Linked DNA regions of Gossypium hirsutum: region 1 is linked to region 2. A link is a contact called in public Hi-C data. All regions are on one chromosome and are shown on one strand. The core of a region is the stretch at or near the end of the contact, and the rest is flanking DNA. Distances in the headings are between cores, read along the strand shown. Region 1 holds the start of LOC107948572. Region 2 holds the start of LOC107962265 (protein CHUP1, chloroplastic).

Evidence for each region. A called contact is a pair of places that touch in the nucleus more often than the background predicts.
Region 1: a contact with region 2 is called in a Hi-C map of leaf, with 2.3 times the contacts expected there. The contact joins the promoter of LOC107948572 here to the promoter of LOC107962265 in region 2. A contact is called at or near these places in 3 of 34 Hi-C or Micro-C datasets (callus and leaf).

Annotation. Positions count from the first base shown.
Region 1 is chrA06:104,868,540-104,871,685 of Gossypium_hirsutum_v2.1, forward strand. It overlaps LOC107948572, which reads left to right and starts at 1,412. Exons shown (of 6, transcript XM_016883162.2): 1 at 1,412-1,578; 2 at 2,031-2,063; 3 at 2,162-2,225; 4 at 2,391-2,546; 5 at 2,848-2,919. The coding sequence starts at 2,196.
Region 2 is chrA06:104,546,656-104,549,839 of Gossypium_hirsutum_v2.1, forward strand. LOC107962265 (protein CHUP1, chloroplastic) reads right to left here and starts at 1,368. Exons shown (of 6, transcript XM_016898583.2): 1 at 1-1,368. The coding sequence starts at 1,049.

The sequences.
Region 1 (3,146 bases), core at 162-2,661, 320 kb after region 2:
ATTAACCTTTCAGATAATTTCCAGCCTTAGACGGATCGGAGCTTCGAGGGGCTCGGAGGAAGCCACACACACTGTTTATGTTACAGTTTTGATTATTACTTTTAAATGTTTTTATGTGGGTTGCAGTAAAGCCGTTATAATTTTCTGGATTTCAAATTTGGAATTTTATTTATTGTTCTTATAATTGCTAGTATTAGAGCACGGTTTTCCAAAGCAACTACTGTTGTTCAAAACATCACGTATCTGCAATTTTTTTTAAATTAAGCTTTCGGAACTGCGAAGATCTTTACAAAGTTGTTAAGAATGTTATTCAGCTGAGGTTTTCTAACAAGGTTTAAAAAGGGTATAAGTTTTTAATTATTAAGAAGGGTTTTTAATGGAAATATGGTTTTCGAAAAACACTTCAATGTGACATACCAGATTCGAGCCAAACTTCCAGGCCAGTTTGGGGTGTTACAATTGTACCGAAAGAGAACATAACATGGGAATTCTTCCAGGCTGAATTTAGAAAAAAATTAGGTTAGTCAGAGATTTATGGATCAGAAAAAGAAAGAATTTTTAGACCTCAAGCAGAGAGACATGACTGTATCTAAGTATGAACGAGAATTTGTTCGGTTGAGGAAATATGCCAGAGAATGGGTTCTAACCAAGGCTGAAATGTATAAACACTTTGAAGATGGTTTGAATGAAGATATCAAGTTTTTGATTGGAATTCTCAAAATAAGGGAATTTGCGGTGTTAGCCGATCGAGCACACAAAGCTAAGGAATTGAGTAAAGAAAAGAAACAAGCTGAAAGAGAGGCTCGGTTTTATGGGGTATTCTGGAAAAGAGCGAGGCTCTCAACTCTCTAACCTGAGGTCTTCATCACCATCTGTAACCAGTGTGGGTGGTGTCAGTAATCACAAGCCAAAGTGTAAGCATTGCAACAAATTTCATTTTGGGAAATGTCGTTTGAGAAGTGAAGCTTGCTACCGGTGTGGTTCATTTGACCATTTGCTTAGAGATTGTCCAGAAAAAGTTGAAAAACAAATAGAACTAGCTCCAAAGCTGAGTAATCCTGTTTTGTGGGGCAGACCACCCCGTCACCCCGGCAATGTTAATGGTAGTCGAGGTACTACCAGGGATACAATAATTAGATCAAATGCACGAGCACCTGTAAGAACATATTCTATTCGTGCTAGAGAAGATGCCTTTGCACCAGATGTCATTACTGGTACATTTTCGCTACTTGATACTGATATTACTGCATTGATTGATCCTGGTTCCACACATTCATACATATGCACAAACTTACCGCATGTTTGGTTCAATGTAATGGCATAGCCATTAAAACCCTATTCTGTGGGCCCACCCTAAACAGTTGTTTGGTTCAATGGAATGCCCTATTACGGGCTTATTCCATTACGCGCCTATGTAGAGAAATTATCTTATTTCTATTCCGTTTCCTCAGCACCGATTACTGGTTCGATGTTTAAGGAAACGCTCTCTTTCAAAGACGCTCCCCACTTTGCCCTCTCCCCCTCTCCCACTTTCTCACCTGAAAAAAGCAGACGGACACTCCTTCATCGCAGGGTCAGGTAAAACATTTTCTCCCTTTGTTCCTTCCACATTCCTCTTTTCCTGAATTTTCTGCCTTCTTTTTTCTGCTTTCTTTTTCTTTCTCTCAATAGAGTTTTTCTTTTCCTCTCTTCCGTTTTTTTTTTCTTAATCTATAAAATTCCATCTATTGTTGGAAAGAGGAAGAGGGTTCTGAGAGGGGGAATTGAAATCTAAATCGAAACTGAAAATGTTGACGGTAAACTGAGAGATAAATCGGGCATGATCTTCGATTTCAAATTGTCAATACCTCATAAGACATGACCCAAAGATTTCTCCTTCACCTCCTCAACATTTCGCTTCAAAATCATCCATTCGCTTCTTCGATATTTACACGATAATTCCTCCATCTCCCCCTTTTTAACTTTAAAATATTTGATTTTTTAAGTTATAGTTCTTTTTAACTTTTTATCTTGTGTGTGCAACTTGCAAGCAAGGAAAAAATCGAGAAAGAACGAGCAAGACTGTAAGTTTAAGCTGTGTTTGTTTATTGAAATTTTGTTAACGTGCTCTTTTTTCCATTAAATTTAATATAAATAATTATTTTAATTTGATTTAGGGCAGTGTTGATGAATTGAATAGATGATATTTTGATGATATGTCTGAGCTAAAACAACATGGTGGTAAGGTATTAACTGATTTGTTCTTTTTATATACATATAGGCTATATCATTTGCAAATCTGTTCAAATTAGTTGAATTGCAACTGATTTCTGAGTAAAATTAATGTTACTTTCTGTAAACATTTTAATTGTTAGTTTTTTTTTTCCTGGCCAATTGTACTGGTAAATAAGATTCTAATTCCCGGAATAGCAGCCAGGAAGTTTCATGCCGTGGATGTTATATATTCTGATCGTAGAAAATCAAAGCTGCTGATTGTTTTTGATACTAGCAAGTTGGCTGTCCCTGAAGCATCTTTAGTCTATCTATCATTTAGAGCAAACTCTCAGGTATGATTTCTTTTTTCTATGTTTGTTTTGGATTAAATTTATATATTTCTTAATGATGTTGTAAATCTTCCATTTTTATCATGATAAGAGAATGTTGAATAGATAGTGCATTGCTTTAAAATTGTGATAAGAGGCATATCAGTGACTCCATGGCAATAGAGGGGTTAACACTAAATTGCAATCATGAAAACAACAAAAACATGAGAAACAAAAGATGTTGTTGGTTGCTAACTTTTCTTTTCTCTTGTTTCTGGTTATTGTTGTTGATGATGCATTTTAACTCCTTTTCCTGACTTGTTAGGCTATGGTCAATTCTTGGGGCAAGCCTTTCTATGACGCCTTTAGTGAGTCTAAGAGCGTGCAGCTATATGAGGTTCTATATTTTTGCTATTTAACTTTTCATTCCTTTTTGGCATGTGTGGTGAATCAACTATTCTCAGTTTCTGTTGCTAGAAAGAACTTATAGTTACATGCATCTGTAGTCAATAATAATAACAAACAAATAAAATAGCGAACAAGAAAAGAAGATAACCATGCTACTATGATAAATCATATTACTTGGGACACAAATATGTCTGAACCATTTTTAGAGGTTGATGT
Region 2 (3,184 bases), core at 118-2,617:
GCAATTGTCCTCATCCCCTTCTGAGGCGGCGGTGGTGGTGGCGGCGCAATAGCTTTTATAGGCGGAGGCGGTGGTGGAGGAGGTGAAACTTGCTTCACTGCTGCCTGAGGAGGCGGCGGAGGTGGTGGTGGTGGAGAAATTTGTTTCTCTGTGGAATCAGAGGAGCTATTGGATGACGTGGATGAAGATGAGGACGACGACGAAGGTCTCGGCGGTGGTTTTGGAACTCTAGGAACACGAGATCTGATGTTAACACTAGTAGACTCAACGATTTCCTCCGACTTACTCCTCGAGTGTCTGGGTCTCTCATTTTCGATTTCCTCTCTTTTGAACTCCGAGCTCTCAACTTTCTCATTACTGAAAGCACTAAAAACAATGGCGTTCGTACATTTATTATTATTATTATTTCTCTTAAAATTCTTTATCAAATTGGACTTCACACTAACTTCCACAAACCCTTGAAACTGCTGCGAAGAGGAAATCAATTCGTCGGTTTCCGCCGTAATATCCGCCTTACTATTACGATCAGAAGAGGAAGACGACACCGTTTCCTTCAGCTCCGCTATCTCTTCTTCCATTTCTCTCACTTTCTTCTCCTTCTCCTCCTTTTCTTCTTCAATCTTTCCCTTCATCTCCTCTACTTCTGTTTTCAACATCGCGTTTTTGTTTCTCAAGCCCTCAATCTCTTCCAAAGCTCGTCCCAACTCTGCATTTTTAACGACGATCTCATTTTCCAGCACGGGGACAATGGCCACTGATTCTTTTAAAAGCTTGTGCTCTAGAAGCTCTGTTCTGAGCCTGGACTCTCGTTCCCTCAACTCTTCCACCAATCGGAGAAGCTCAGTGACATCTGGTGGACGAGGCTGGACTTGAGCTGAGGATCGAGGGAAATAAACACCAAATGAACGTGAGAAAACAGCTTTTGCTGAAGTAGTGTTCTTGTTCCCTGAGCTTGGGGATGGCGATGGCGGTTTTGATGGAGTATCATGCTTTGAGTTCGCAGATGATTTTTGAAACCCCATTGCCAATCTTACCTTACCAGCCACCATTGATAAGGTGTGTTTTTGCTTTCTCTTACTCGTTTTCTATGGTTTAGGGTAGGATTGATTTTTCTAAATTGTGATCTGTAAGAAAGTGAAGGACACCCAACAAATGTCCTTGTCAGCTTGGTTTTTCAGACAGTGAAGTCTGGGAATTTGTGGAAATTTGAGTAATTGAAAACAGGGGGAAAAAAGGAACGTTAAATCGGTGTAGACGAGAGTTGAGAGTATAAGAGAGGGAAACTACTCTAAATTAAAGAACAAGAAAAAGAAAAGGAAAAAATTAAAAATGTACGAATATGGAGGAACGGTCTTCTTTTCTTGGTTCCATTTGAAAAAGGAAAAAAAACATCATTCATTTTCTAAATGAAAACTATTATTCTAATATTTTTATATTTTTTGTTTAATTATTATTTTATATTTAATAGGCTAATTTATTAAAAAAAACTTATTTCCAAAATTATTTACGAAAATGAGTCAATTTTTTGATTATTTACTGAAAATGTCCAAATTCCTTAAAAGCGCGTCCACATCAACGCGATTGTAGAGGATATGCCAGCAAAATGCATCCTTGGGGAAGCATTTTTGCCATATCAGCATAAATTGCACCCTCATAGACGCATTTTATTGATGTGACAAATACACTCCCCCAAGAACGTGTTTTAGTCCATGTTTAAATTTTTAACAAAGGTAATTTTTTTAAATATTATAAAAATAGACCAATTTTTTTAAAAATTTACAAGAATAAACCTTAAAAAAGACTCAAAGTGATAGCAACATTTTTTTTAAGGTGTTACCAACTAATATGAAAATAAAATTTATAGAGCAAATCTTTATATAGACTCAAAGTCTCATTTCCCTTGTTTTCTTAAGCAATGTGGGATATGATATATTTGTATATATAGACTCATGAATAGGTTTACAGCTTGTTATTAAACAATGTGGGATTTCTTCCTCTTTTAACTAATAACATGAGACTAAATGCTACACTATATTTTATAATTTTTTTACAAAACAATTTCTATTTTTTATATTTTGTTAATATTTTCTCATATTATAAAATTATCTTTTGAGATATTTAATTTTGTTGCATTTTAGAATTGTTAACATATACAAAAGAACTATTAAAAAAAGAGAACAAATTGCACATATAAACTTGTACATGCAATAATCTTCTATACAACTTTAAATGTTTGAAGTTAATATCAATGCAATTCTAATTTTTAAAATAATTTTCTATTATTTAAATTTAGAAGTTATACTTTTAATTTTTAATTTTAATTTTATTTTATATTATGAATGTTTGATTAATAAATAAATGGTGAGTATTTGGCACTAAAATAGTATTTTTTTGTAATTTTAAAAAATTGATATATCTTTTTTAAATATTTACTTATTTTTAATATTTTACTATACTAATTGATTTTTTAATTCTAATTTTAATTTAATTTTCATCACCTAATGAATGCTGATAAATTTATTTTAGATGTATTTTGACTAGATAGATAATCTATTTAAATATGGTATATAATTATGTTAAATAAGTTTTTTTATAGAAATATATAATAGACATAAAATATAATAATTATTTTTCATTTTCTTATATCTAGATTAAATTACATTAGTAGTCACTTAACTATGATTTTTTAGCTATCGAATTATAAAAACTTACAAAATGACCACTCAACTAGTAATTTTTTAAATATTTATTTTTTAATATTTTACCATACTCATTTTATATTTTATAATTTTTTTACTTATAGAGATTAAAATTTTTATTTATAATGTAACAAATATTTTCTTTTTGTAAAAAAATTTAAACTCTAAGTAAAAAAATAAAAAATATAGTGTAACTTTTAATCTCATGTTGTTAGTTAAAAGAGAAAGGAATCTCACATTGTTTAGGAACAAGCTGCAAACCTATTCATGAGTCTATATATACACATATTCCATATCCCACAGTGCTTATAAAAATAAGGGAAATGAGACTTTGAGTCTATATAAAGTTTTGCTTTGTAAGTTTTGTTTCTATATTAATTGGTAACACCTTTAAAAAAAGTTGTGTTATCACTTTGAGCCTTTTTTTTAAGGTTTATTCTTGTAAATTAAAAAAAAAATTGGTCTATTTTTATAATATTTAAAAA